2 separate regions of the Mus musculus genome follow, and region 2 is linked to region 1. A link is a contact called in public HiChIP or PLAC-seq data. All regions are on one chromosome and are shown on one strand. Each heading gives the region's core, a stretch centred on a gene start, on an enhancer-like site or on the middle of the called end of the contact. The rest is flanking DNA. Distances are from core to core; before and after follow the strand shown.

Evidence for each region. HiChIP or PLAC-seq counts read pairs in DNA pulled down with a chosen protein or histone mark.
Region 2: an H3K27ac HiChIP or PLAC-seq map of microglia shows a contact between it and region 1, with 5 times the contacts expected there. The contact joins two enhancer-like sites. A contact is called at or near these places in 1 of 39 promoter capture datasets (embryonic stem cells) and 6 of 115 datasets of contacts at active chromatin or transcription factors (embryonic stem cells and microglia).

Annotation. Positions count from the first base shown.
Region 1 is chr14:61,801,198-61,807,963 of GRCm38.p6, forward strand. No RefSeq gene overlaps it. Among named protein-coding and RNA genes, the nearest start is that of Gm35247, 13 kb to the right of the region's middle. Within about 2 kb of position 2,839, at least 13 of the 459 cell types and tissues checked have an H3K27ac peak or open chromatin away from gene starts, as enhancers often do. A contact at or near this core is called in microglia, where this site is marked.
Region 2 is chr14:62,338,461-62,345,619 of GRCm38.p6, forward strand. The region is part of intron 1 of Rnaseh2b (ribonuclease H2, subunit B); the gene reads left to right. Among named protein-coding and RNA genes, the nearest start is that of Rnaseh2b, 10 kb to the left of the region's middle. Within about 2 kb of position 4,496, at least 110 of the 459 cell types and tissues checked have an H3K27ac peak or open chromatin away from gene starts, as enhancers often do. A contact at or near this core is called in microglia, where this site is marked.

The sequences.
Region 1 (6,766 bases), core at 1,589-4,088:
AGTCCAAGGACTAAGAAGTGACCATCTCCTGACGTCTATGATCACCTGTTGGTTTTGAGATTAGGCAAGGCTTTGCTGCAATAACAAAGAAGACCGATTTTCAGTGGTTCATTTCCTGTTTTGGATGCTGGGATTGGCCCCCTAAATACTGTGTTGCTGCTTTGTCTGCAGTGTCTATGTCGAGCTCTGTCTGTAGGGGCCTCTGGAAGGACTCTGGAAAACTGTTTCCTACCCCTGTGGGCATTAGCCCAGTAGCTTTCTTTATTGTGTGGGAAGCAGTCCCTGGACTGCTGCCCCAACTGAATCCAGACTGTGGTTTTGCAGCACTTGTAGGGTCTGTCTCCACATCGTTACAGAGATACCCCACTCTGCAAGGCTTTCAGCGCAGGGAGCCCTTCCTTCAAGCTGGGAGATACCAGGATCAATTATGAATGTTATTTCTTTAGCAGTCTGAACTTCAGCCTTTAAAAGACTCTCTGAGTCTTCATTTGCTCAGTAAAGACCTTTCTCCTTGATGCCTGTGAGGTGCCCCTTTACCCTACTTTCATAAGCTCAGTCTTGTGCCTTAATGATCTTTCTTCAGATAGTTGGTAAGGTATCTGTCTCCTGCTGGTGGGCTCAAACTGGAATTCATCACTCTTGTCAGAACTTTACAACTTCGTAGAGGAGGTGGGTGTGGCTGGTGGTGTCTTAACGCAAGTACACTTTCCCTGCGTGATCATTAAAATCATAATTCTGAGCACAAAGGAAAGACTGTGTGTTCTCTTGCTACCATAGGAGATATCATTCCTGGGCACTAGGTCTTGGGCTGTATAAGGAAATTAGGGAAGTAGAAGCTTGTGACTGAGCCAGCAAGCAGCTCTCCTTCATGATTCCTTCCTGAATTCCTGCCCTGACTTAACTCAGTGATCGACTGCAACCTGGAAGTGTAAGCCAAATAAACCCTTCCTTCCCCAAATTGTTTCTGGCCAGTGTTTTACCACAGCAACAGAATGAAACTAGGAGCTATCAGACTTTGAAAACATACTCTATTCTCAAAAGTGCTATGGTAAGGCATCATAAACCAAGGTACATATTGCAGGCAACTTCTGAATTACATTTTTGAAGAGACATACTGTTTTTCTTTGAGGAGTGTTAGGGTTTTATTGTTATTAGGATGCACTGTGACCAAGGCAATTCTTACTAAGGAAAACATTTAATTGGGGATGCCTTACAGTTTCAGAGGTCTAGTTCATTATCATCATGGCAGGAAGAATGGCAACATCCAGGCAGATATGTTGATGGAGAAGGAGCTGAGAGTTCTACATCCTGATCAACAGGCAGCAGAAGGAAAGACTATGAGTGACACTGGGCATAGCTTGAGTATAGGAGATCTTAAAGCTCCCACTCCCCGCATGACACATTTTTACTTTCTCTAACAAGGCCATATCTACTCAACAAGGCTATACTCCCTATGAGCCTATGGGAGCCATACATATTCAAACTACTACAAGGGCATATGATATTATGTAGCATAAAAAATAATTCCAAGTGCAGTGGTGTGAATCAGTGAATCCCAGGGAAGTGGTGTGAATCAGTATTCCCAGGGAAGTGGTGTGAATCAGTGAATCCCAGGGAAGTGGTGTGAATCAGTATTCCCAGGGAAGCTTGAGAGGGTGAAACAGAAAGATGACTTGAGCCCAGGGGTTTAAGGCAAGCCTTGGAAATATAGTGACCCTTTATCTAGAAGAGGAGAAAGAGGAAGAAGAGGAGGAGGAGGACATTGTAGGAGGATGAGAGGAAGGATGGGGTGGAAGAAGAGGAAAGAAGGGAGAAGGAGAGGAAAGGGAGAGAAAGGGAGGAAAAGGTGAAGGAAGAGAAGGAAGAGGAGGAGGAGGAGGAGAAGGAAGAAGAGGGAGGAAGAGGAAGAGGAAGAAGAAGAAGAGCCAGCAACAGCAGCATCAAACAATTTGATACCTGGAGCACTCTGTATAAAATCAGCTCCATCATTTGCAGCCTACTGAAATCTTGGTTCTTCCTATGATATGAGGCTGAAAGGAAACATTTGGGAGGCTCCTATTTAATGTTTTCACATGTCCATCAAAGAAACTATGAGCATTTCCAAGATATTTATCTGCTTTGTTACATTTCACAGCCTGTGAACCCCATCAGGGGCTGCTGTGGAATGGTACTTATACGTTCATAAAAAATGCCAGCACACACATAGGCTGACACACAAGCTAACCCAAGAGTCAAGATGTCAGTGTCAGATGCATCTTAGACATGCCTCCCCCAAGTTCAGAGTGAAGGTGATCTGCAGGCAGGCAGACTTTCCCTGAATGCCTCTTCTGTCTCTGATTTGGAATTACTTATTCCCATCCCAGGTTAGCAGCATTATCCATGTACTGGAGACAGAACTTTGGTAAATTTCCAAAGCCCAAGGCTACAGCCATCAGTGCCAAATTACTATGCCATGAAAGGTAGTTACTGTGTGTGTGGGGTGCAAGCTTTTGCCTGCCTGCTATCTCTGTGGATGCCACGCCTCCCCAGTCTTTCATGGGGCTGACTGCAGCATTCTAGAGTCAAGGCTGCATGTGGCCCAAGCCTGGACCATCAAGGAGCCCCATGTGCCTGACTGTAGTGACACTTGGGGAGAGGACATGTGACTCAGACAGTTTGTCCAAGCCTGCCCTGGGCTGGAACTGTTTGGGATAAGGCTTGATCTTTCTGCTGGGTTCCTTTGCTATAAAGACAGTGTGATTGTAAAGTTTCCAGTGGCCAGCTTCATTCTTGGGTGAGAGAGAGTCTAAGTGTTGGAGTCAGCACAGTGAAAGCAGAACCAAGGGACAGGAAAAGAGGCAGAGCCTCCAGGACTGTCTTAAACCAGGGATGCTTTCAGTGCAGTTTCCTTCCTAGTGAGAAGGCTGCACTCTGCACCTGCAGTTGAATGTTGCTTACGAAATCGGATATTATATTTCTTTCTTCCACCTGCAGGCTGTGTACATTGGCCGAAATTCAGATAGCAATCAAGTTATCTAATGAGCTGGTTCATTTTCAGGATCTCCACTTCATGTAGTGTAGAGATGGTGAGTCAAAAATGAACTGACACCCCAGCTGTGGATTGTCTGCTTTGACCAAGTCTCCCTGTCCTGGGGCTTAGACTGCTGGAGATGATGATGAGAGCAGTCCACAGAGTCACTGGTCAGCTCTTTACCCAAGACCTTTGAGATGCTTGTGTTTGGTTGAAGCAAGAAAAATTAATTTACTGTCATTGCTTGTAACCCCTTAATTAATTGGACAGGATATAGAATTTCCTTAGACTTCGCCTAATTCTGTAGACTGATCTAGTGTATGCTTTCCAGCAAAAACTGGAGAAAAATTCAGGTAAGTTTTTTCCTTTGTGTTCTGGGATTACACATATAACTTATTTATGCAATATTGATAGTGTGCTGGAGTTTTAATATGGTAACTCTTTTGTGTATTATGTGTTGCACCATGTGTTTGTGTGTGGGTGTTTCAGTCTTTGTGTGCATGTGCATGGTACACGGGCAGGTGGAGACCAGAGATAGGTGTAGGGTGTCTTTCTCAGTTACTTTCCACATGTGTGTGTGTGTGTGTGTGTGTGTGTGTGTGTGTGTGTGCATGTGTGTGTGTATCTAGATATCAACATATGTGTCTTCCTCTGCTTCTTTCTGGCTTACTTTTTGAGAGAGGGTCTTTCATTGAACCTGGAGTTTTTCACTTGTGCCAGACTAGCTGACCATCAGACCCATATACCCACTGTGCTGGGACTACAGATGTGTGGCGGTGTGACACAGATTCATACTTTGGTCTTCATATTTATGTAGCAAGCACCTTACCCCCCCACACACACACCCAGAGAGAGAGAGAGAGAGAAAGAGAGAGAGGACTCAGATCCCATATTTCTTTAGTTTTGAAACAAGGAGCTTACCCAGTTTCAGTAGACTGGCTGCTTATAGGCTCTGGGGATTGCCCTGTCTTCAACCCCATAGCCTTTGAGTTATAGATGTGCACTGCTGTGCCTAGTCTTTATGTGTATGCTATGGGTCTGAACTCTCACTCTCATAACTGCAAGGCTTTATTGCCCTGGAATACTGTATTGACTGAACCGTCTCCATAGCCTCTAGTGTGGTAATACTTAAAACATTTAAACGAAACATTAACAATGAAGATGCAAACAGAGCATATACTACATTGTTGGTGCGAGTTGCTAGGGTGCTGGAAGCGTACGCATATCAACAGATCAAACACACTTTAGCTATTCACTGACCTGTCAGATTCTCCTCTAATTCCATACAATATGCAGGACCGCTCCTCCTGTCTACTGTAAGTTTCTTCTCTCGAGTCTCATCCTGTCATTTAAAAATGGCTTTATTGAGATAGAAGTCACACACCACAGAATGCACCCATTACTGTATATAACTTAACAGTCTGTGCCTGCTGTGTCATATTGAGAGTGAACTCTGTTCTGGTTATTTCCCTCATTGCATCTGTTGAATTACAAACAGATCACTTGTGAACTGGCTTTATTTCATGAGGAAAAAAATGATGTGCTATAAAAAGCAAGAAACCCAAACCAAAAGAAACACAAAGTCATGGTGAGTTTTGTTGTTTTCTTCTTTTTCAAGTGCAGTAGTATGGGCAAGTGAGTCATGTCACTGTGAAGTTAGGCTGAAAGGAAACTCCGAAAGGGCACAAACTTGATGTACCTTCACAACAAACATTTTGTGGATGAAAATAAATGCAATAAAACAAAAGGAAACAAAGGCAAGGAAGGCTGTGGAGTGATGGACAGCTGCTCCAAAGGAGTGGAGCCAGGGATGGAAGACTGGAGTGATGGACAGCTGCTCCAAAGTAGTGGAGCCTGGGATGGAAAGCTGTGGAGTGATGGACAGCTGCTCCAAAGGGGCGGAACCAGGGATGGAAGGCTGTGGAGTGATGGACAGCTGCTTCAAAGGGGCGGAGCCAGGGATGGAGTGGAGAAAACACTGTTCCACTGAAGATAACAGTCAAGCTCTTGGTTTTTTGGGATGCCACAGCGTTGAAATAAAGTAACATGTAGATGACAGAGAGATGGAGGCCAAACATACTTTCGTTTTATACACTGTATTCTGATGATTTCTCCTCCTCCAACTTCTCCTAGATGGCCCTGCCCACCTTATCTGTCTCTCTCTCTCTTTAAAAACAAGAAAGCAAGCAAGCAAGCAAGCAAGCAAGCAAGCAAGCAAGCAAGCAAGCAAGCAAGCAAGCAAGCAAGCAAGCAAGCAAGAAAGCAAGCAAATCTTTAAGAAGTTTCTCTCTTTCTTTTTCTCCTCATTCTCTTTCTCTCTCTGTCTATCTTACACACACACACACACACACACACACACACACACACACACACACACACACACACAATCAGAAACCATTTTATATTAGCAAAAGACTAATAAGACAAACAGAACATAAGATGAAAAAGTCTACAAAAATACATTGAGTTCATTTTGTGTTGACTATCTACTGCTGGGCATGCAGCCTACCCTAATGTGCGATTAATATGCCCAGTGAGACTCTATTGGAGAAAATTAATTTTTTCCTTTGCAAGTGAACGTCAGTTGCAGATAGTTCCTTGGTCCCCCATTTAGCACTGGGACCCCATCTGGCTTATACCTGTGCAGGCTGCCACAGTCTGAGTTCACATGTGAGTTCATCATTCCTAAAGGAAGCTGGGCTGGCTAGTCCTAGGTCAACTTGACACAGCTAGAGTCATCTGAAAAGAGAATTGAGAAAATAGTCTGAGAAGATGGGGCTGTAAACAGACATTTTCTTAGTGATTAATGGAAGAGGACCCAGCTCCCATGTGGGAGGGGCACATGAGGGGTCAGGGCCATGATGTTCTGACCTTCAACTGTGGTGGGCTGGACTCCACTCTGCTGGCCAGGCCCCACCCTGGGTGTTCGGTGACTCCTATGACCAATGCCTGGAGTGGGTCAACCTTCCCAAGTCCTGTCGTTAATAAGCTATCTCCTTCACATGCATGGCCCATCTACACTCCACCTGAACCAAGAGTTACAACTACAAAGAGGATGAGAGGAGACAAGCATAGGTTTCAAGGATGGTACCTTTCCAATCTGTGGTTCAGTGTTTCAGGGTGCACCTGACATCTGCTTAGCTTCTCTTCCCTATTTCCTTGTCAGATGCACCCAGACCCTTGCCTCTGCTGCTCCTTCTAGACACATACTTTGGATTAGAAAGATTCGTGAAAGGAGGAAGCAGAAAGATGGAAAGATTCCCTTTAATTTGTCTTCCAGATTTAGAAGTGGGCTTCTGAAATAGTTCTTAAAGAGCTCCCCTCCCCGGACAGACATAAGCCACTGTCCCTCAGGGAATGAGTGTCTTGCATGACATTCTATCCACTCAAGCCAGAGGGACTGGTTACAAGATGACCTGACTTCCTTCCCAACATGCTCTCCCCCCCCCCTCCCCATGTTACAATGGCCTGCTTTACACATGGAGAAGTATCGTCTATCACACTACACCCCCGTCATCATTTATTTCATGACTTTTATAATGCATGGCTTTACATTGATTTTTTTTTCAAGTCAGGGTTTCTCTGTGTAGCCCTGGCTGTCCTGAAACTCACCAGGCTGGCCTCGAACTTAGAAATCCACCTGCCTCTGCCTCCCAAGTGCTGGGGTTAAAGGCGTGCACCACCACGCCCGGCTTAAAATGAATTTTGTGGTGGATTGGATGAGAAGTCCCGTATTGTCACAGGTATTTGAATACT
Region 2 (7,159 bases), core at 3,246-5,745, 540 kb after region 1:
GAGTAGGACAGTGTTGGTTCCAGAAGCCCTATAGACACCAAACTCAAATCTATGAGTTTGCATAACCTACATACACCTACACCTATATGCTTTAAATCATCTCTTTATTTCTCAAGGATTACAGTGGTTATAGAAAACCTTTTGATCTCCTAGCTAACCTTGCACAACACACCTTTACATGATATTGTATTTGACCTTCACAGTGACCTTAGGCAGCAGTTTAAATAAGGCTTTATTATCACTGCCTTACATATTGGGAAACCAAGACTCAAAAGTCAAATCAGCCGGTTAACTAGTAGTAGGATTTCAGTGGCACAGACTGTCACCCCCCCCCCCAAGCTCTTACCCAGGGCCTTTGCTTTTCATTCTTCTGCCTGCATGGTGGCATTGCAGCTTCATAAGAGAGGAGGGAGTTGGGGGGAGGATCCCCTCTGTTCTGTTTAATGACCAGCTCTATTTGGTATCAGGTACCTTAGTCAGATCTGCTCCATCTTCTCTTCCAGAATTGTCCTGTATCCCAGATACCTCAAGCTCCAACTGTACATGTTGCTGGTCTTGATGGCTCTGAGCCAACTGTGACCCTGAATTCTTTACCAGCGTCCTTTTCCCTGGCTGGCCAATCCTAGAAACATTGCTGTTGGTAGGGATAGCCCTGAAAAAATTGCAGCCTTTGTTTGCTATGGTCTTGGTGGAGACTAGTTTTCCTTTTGCCTCCGAAGCTTCACAGGAAATTTATATTCAGAGAAACCCATCAATGGGAAGCATGGTGGCATGCAGGCATGCTGGAAGACATGGTGCTGAGGAAGGAGCTGAGAGTTCTACATCTTGATCTGCAGGCAGCAGAAGGAGACTGCTTGCCACACAAGTGTAGCATGAGCATTGGGGACCTCAAAGCCCGCCTACACAGTGACACACTTCCTCCAATAAAGCCACACCCATTCCAACAAGGCCTAATAGTGCCACTCCCTATGGGCCAAGCATTCCAACACAGAAGTCTATAGGGGCCTTTCCTACTCAGACCACCACATGCAGTGGCAGCCAGCCTCCTGGAAGCCTTGAAGGAGCACAGATGGGACAGCCAAAGCCTTTTCAGGCTCTCCCAGCTGAGTCTCACTAGAAAGCTGGAAACTGTTCTCATCTCTCCAGTCTACAGTGAAAACCAGCAGCCTTATAATAAAGGAACAGACCAGATGTGGTTTGAAGCTTAAAAACAAACAAACAAACAAACAAACAAAAAAACCCAAACCTTGCTCTGAAAGCATTGTTCTTATTTGTGTTGTGGCTTCCTGAAAAAACTCACCTTCAGGACACTGTTATTATCTGACCTGACTTGGTGCTCAGAGCTTGCTACTCCCTAGGTCATTTATTTGTCAAAAACATCATAGCTTCTGCAAGGACTGTACAAGTCTGGCAAACAGTAATCTGGACAAAACCTTATAGGGAATGTGTAGGGAACTAGGTGTCCACATGGGGCCCTGAGGAAGTCTGATTTACTTAAAGGCTATACACACATTTAAGACCGTGCAAGCCCAGGAAGAGCCTGAGAGGGCCCCTGTCTCTCATCTCTGATGGACTGATGCTCTGGGAAAACAAAGTGAAAGCTTGTCCCAATACACACAGAGCCCCTTAGCAAAGACTGCAGAAGCTCAGTGTTAGTCACTGAGGTGGCTGAACGGAGCAATCATAACTAGCAGTAGAGTATACAGACTTGACAGAGTTAGTCCAGGAAAGTCACCGAAGTGACTTAAAACCAGCAGCAGTTCCTAGGAGTTAGGGGAGGACAGGCTAATTTCCAGAATTGCCACATTCATTATATTTTATCTAACATAATGTTGAGCTATTTTAAAAACACAAGATATGCTTTTAACAGGAAATATGTCCTGAGAGTGAGCCAAGCAGCTGATGGGTCTGCCCTAGAGACACTTACTTGGTCTACCAAGGTTTTAATCAGAACTTAGGAATTTATTCTGAGAACTAAAGCAAACCGACTGAATCGTGAAGGCATAATTGTGAGACCTCATAGAGTAGAAATAGACTTATAAGAAAGCACACAGACGACGACTGTTTATAAAGGACCAGACAAGATGATCTCCCAGCTTCCCCCCAAACAAGACCTAACCAGCACTGTAAGTCAGTCCTACCTAACAGGTTATAACACAAACATGTCAAATGATCAAAACTATACCAAATACATTCTGCAAGAACACTGAAGTGAAAATGCAAGACAATTACAGAAGGAAATTTGGGTGGTTCACAAATATACAGAAATTAAACAACACAGCCCCATTACAAGTGAAGCCAAAGGAAAATATGAGGGAAACTAAAAAATACTTTGAGGCAAGAAAATAAAACATGGGCTTATGAAATGCAGGTGACAGTGCTTACCCAGTAAGATACAGAGCTGCACATTATGAAATTATTAAAGTAGAAAGACCTTGGGTCCAGGAACCTCACCTACCACAGGGAAGCTCACTGGCTCCACAGCGAAGCAGAGGGGAGGAAGAAAAGAAATACAGAGTCAGACACCAGAAACACCAGCAAAGCAGAAGTCGGGTCCTTTCGAAAGCAGATAACAAATCGTTCGCCAAACTGACCAAGGTGGAAAAGGCGGACCTTTCATTGCTGCTGACCTTACAGAAGTGGGGAGGGGTTATGGGAATGACATAGGTATTGCAGATGAGACTGGCAGACTCCTGAATAGAACAATTACAAAATCAGATCTCAAGAAAGAGATCTGAATAGACCACAGAAAAGAGACTAAATTAGTAGCCTGTTTTCCACAGGAGAAGCCCAGTTCCTGATGGCTTCATTAGAGAATCCTCTTAGACACTGAAAAATAAAATTGATCCTGCAAAAACTAGGAAAAGAAGGCATACTTGGTCCGTGGGGCCTGCAAAGCAGGCAAGAGCATCACAGAGGAAGTCAGTTTATAGTCTATGCACATAAATGCGAGACTCCTAAACACCTAGAAACAAATCCATTGTGGAAAAGTATGTGTGAGCAAGTAGGATTTATTCAGAAAGAAAAGACTGAGTCACGTTGTGAAATATGCCCTGCAGATAGAATAAAAATCAGACAATCATGTCAGCCACAGGAAGAGCATCTTTCATGACCAAAGTCCTCAGCAGTTTAAGAAAAGGGAGCTGTCTCCATCTGATACAAAGCCACAGACAATGTTGTGGCAGGCATATATCTCATATGTGTGTGTGGTGCAGTGAAAGTATTTTGAGTAAATAATGTATGTGATTAAATTTTATTTTACCTATGCTTAAGTGACTAATAGGAAAATTTAAGTTGCATATGGAACTTGAATTTACAGACTGCTCTTCATTTCCTTTGGATAATGCAGTGCTATACCAGGTTGCACTAGCTGGGTCCTTCCCCGGCCAACAGGGACTAGATGATCATGAGGTGAGGGACCAGAGGGATTGATGGGCAGGGCTAAAGACAAGGGATAAGAGGTGTGTTGGGGAAAAGCTTTGTTTGTGTGATATTCCCAGCCTGAGCCAGCTCAGGAAAGAGCAGCATAAAGTGAGTGGAACTACAACAGCTGAGGACAAAGTGGCTCAGGACTGGAGGGCTGGTGCTCATCTTGCTGTGCCTGCATGCAATCTGTCAACGAGAAGGCATTTATGGAAGGCCAACTAGGCGTTGGATACTGTCCCGTTAGGATGCTAAAGGGAGCCAAAAAGAGGCCGGATCCTGGTGGCATTTGTCATTGTGGATTTGTTGTTAGGATTTTTGGTCCGGCAAAAAACATTGCCTGATTTTTTTTTTTTTCAAATTTAGAGGAAATATATTTATTTCTGAAACTTCTGCAGTATCTAAAAGAACTTCGTTTTTATATAAGCATCTGAGTTCTTTAGGGAGCACAGCAATTAACATCTGCTTGTCTCTTCTCTTTTGATTGCTCTCTGATTGCTGTGGAAAAGCTTTTGTGTGATGTAATGCCACCTGTTATCTTGGCCTTTGTTGTCTGTACTTTTGGAATTAGATCCCAGAAAGTCTTTGATCAGACCAAAACACAGGTATTTTCTTCTGGTAATTTTATATTTGAACATTTTAGCCCATTTGGAGTTGATTTCATGTTGATTCAGTCCAGCAGCGAGTTGTTGCGTGAGGAAATATCATTTTCCCCACAAACTAGACATCTTCATGCAGCCTGCCTTTGTTCCCAGAGCATGTCAGCGTTGTGGGAGTGGCCTACTGACTCTCTGGTTGTGCTCTGTAGCTGCAGATGTCCTGAAGATCTTCTCACTGCTCGCTGTGGCAAAGATAAAAACACTGTTGCTTCCGGAGAGCTTCTAGAAATGGTTCTGTTCTTTAGTTGACTTGGCCCTGTAATGTTTAATTATTTGGGGCTCTGGAGGAATGGGGAAGCTGGAAGAGAAACACTCAATACAGTTTTCTCATGATAAAATATACAGTAGTCAAAATGCTTCAAGTCCCGATGAAGCGTCTGCCATGAGGCACGAGGAAGTCATGTGGGGAAGGCTGTTGGCTCCTGTGCCTCAGACACAGGGAGCTGAGTGGAGCTCGCTAGGCAAGAAACATGGGCGTGGGGGGCAACTTTGATATTTTAGAAAGTTCTATCAGGACCAAACTTTCTAACTTACATTTCAGTCTAGACGGTCATTCCAGAAAGAGTCTCACCCAGTTCTGACAGTTGAACCCGCACCCCTCTCTTTATGTAACATTCTTAAAACAGACTCGGGGAGCACAGATTAGTGCCTGTCAGGGTGAGGTGTTCAGGCGTTCCCAACTGTGTGCTTCGCGTGTTCTGTAGCTTGTGTTTGGTGAGGAAGCATTTAGGAGTGACACACCTTCTTAGTTAAGTGACCCTTCAATCTTTATAGAGTGACTTTTTAAAGTTCCCTGGTAAGGTCTGTTAGCATCTGCCTCTCTTCATTCTTCTTCGGTCTTTATGTCTACGTGTGGTTCCTGTGGGCAACATACAGTTTCCCCCTTGCTTTTGAATTCGGTCTGAGTTCCTGCTTATCCTTGGGATGTTCAGACCGTCGCCATGTGGATGTGTTTACTGATGTAACTGGGGTTGCATCTGCTGTCCTGCTGTTTCTCGTTTATCATACATGTTCTTTGTGTCTGTTTGCCCTCTTTCTTTTGAGTTAAATGAGTATTATTTTACAATTCAGTTTCATCGCCTTACTGTCTTATTTGTGACAGTTTGGGGATTTTATCATTTTAGTGACTGCCATAGGGTTTCTTGTACACATTTAATTGGTTGTATCTACCTTATCACTTCACAGATGGCACAAGAAACTCACAAGGTATTATTCTTACAGCTCTCTGGACTTAAGCTGATGTCATATATTTTTGTGAACATATGATGTAAACACTACTCTGAATTACTTTAACTTAAGCAGTCAACAGTCCTTAAAGAGATTGAAATAAGAAGAACAACCCTCCTTTATTAGTCACACATTCTCCTTTTTAGATTCCTGCATCTAGTTTTGTGATCTTTCTGCCAGAAGGATCTCCCTTGGCATTCCTTGTGGAGTGTGTGTGTGTGTGTGTGTGTGTGTGTGTGTTCCTGATTATGCCTTTCAGCTCTTGTGTGTCTGAAGTTTTGTTTTCCACGCTCCTTGTCCAAAGGTAGTCTCTTTACAGTGACGGTGGTTTAGTTTATGGATGTTTCTGGATTGTCTTCTGGCTTGTGTTGTTTTCACGTGCTTAGCTGTCATTCTTGGCCTTGCCTCTCTGTGCATACTATGATGCTGACACACACACACACATACACACTTCTTCTGTTTTTTCCTTGTGTGTTTTGGGGTCACCAAGTTTCCTGGATGTGTGAGTTTATAGTTTTCTTCAAATAGGAAACTTTTCCAAATAGATATGTTTATCATCTTATTTCTCCTCTTTTGAAAGCATCCATCTCACACGTAGTAGGAGGTCTGAAGCTGGCTCATAGATCAATTTGTTTATTTATTTATTTATTTATGCTTTTGGAACGTTTTTTGTTACTGAAACTTCAAGTTCATTTTTCTTTTGCTAGTAGTTCTTTCTGTTGGATTTTTCTTCTCCAGCATTTTGATTTAGATCATTTAAAGGTTTTCTGTTCCCTTAACATTTTATGCATGAGGTATATTTTTATGCCGTTTTCATTTGGTTCCATATAATACAAATCTCTTTTGTAATAATTGACCTTTTCCCCACCTTTCATCGTGGGTCATACTTGTCCACATTTTTTAATATCTAGTCATATTTGATTAAGTGCCAGGCATGAATTTACCTTTTACAGTGATGAATGTTTTTGTATTATTAATTATTTTGGACTTCAAAAATAAGTTACTTGGTAAACTGAGTTGGATCCTTTAGCTGTTGCTTTTAAATTAGTGTGACAAGATCTTAGCAGCTGTCAGTTAGGAGTAACTGTTGCTTCCTTCCAGGGAAGTACCTGTTGAGTGTTCTACCATTTCATGCCCTGGGATCATGAAGAATGAATGGGAGTTGGGATCTCTGCTTTTCATGGAGAGTCTCATGTGCATGTGGAAGGGAAGTGCAGTTTCCCAATGATTCCCCAGAGAGGCCCTGCTGCACACACTTGGGATGGGACTTTTTTATCAGCCTTCTTCCACATGGATGCCATCACCCTCCTGTCTTTGGAGCTCTCTGCTCTATCATGTCAGCTCTAAGTCAGCCAGGCTTTGCCTTGTTCCTCTGCCCCAGGGCCTGGAAACCCTCTCAAGGAAGTATGCCAGGGCAGTGAGCCCACTGCTGTTAGCTCAAGAAAAAGTTGTGTTCTTTTTATGGCTAAGCCAGTGTTTGAACCCGCTTGCAATATCTCTGTGTGTATGGGATGCACAGAGCACGGAGAAGAAGCTCAGTTCCTCACCAAGACCTCTCTGGCTGCTCTTACCTAGATGGGCTGTGTGCAGCCTTGGCCACCTTCCTGGGGTGCTCTTGTGTAGATGAGGTGTGCTCCTTGGCCCATCTTCCTGGGGTGCTCTTGTGTAGATGGGTTGTGTTCCTTGGCTGCCTGGTTTCTTTGGTGTCTGTGTTGAGTTTTGACTGTGGTGCTCAGTCTATGGAAGGTGTCATCCATCTTGGTTTCCATGTTTTAATCTATGCAGTTGAAACTTTGACAGTCCCGTCCTGTGGAGGAAACAGTGCAGGTACTTGCTTTCTGCAGAATAAG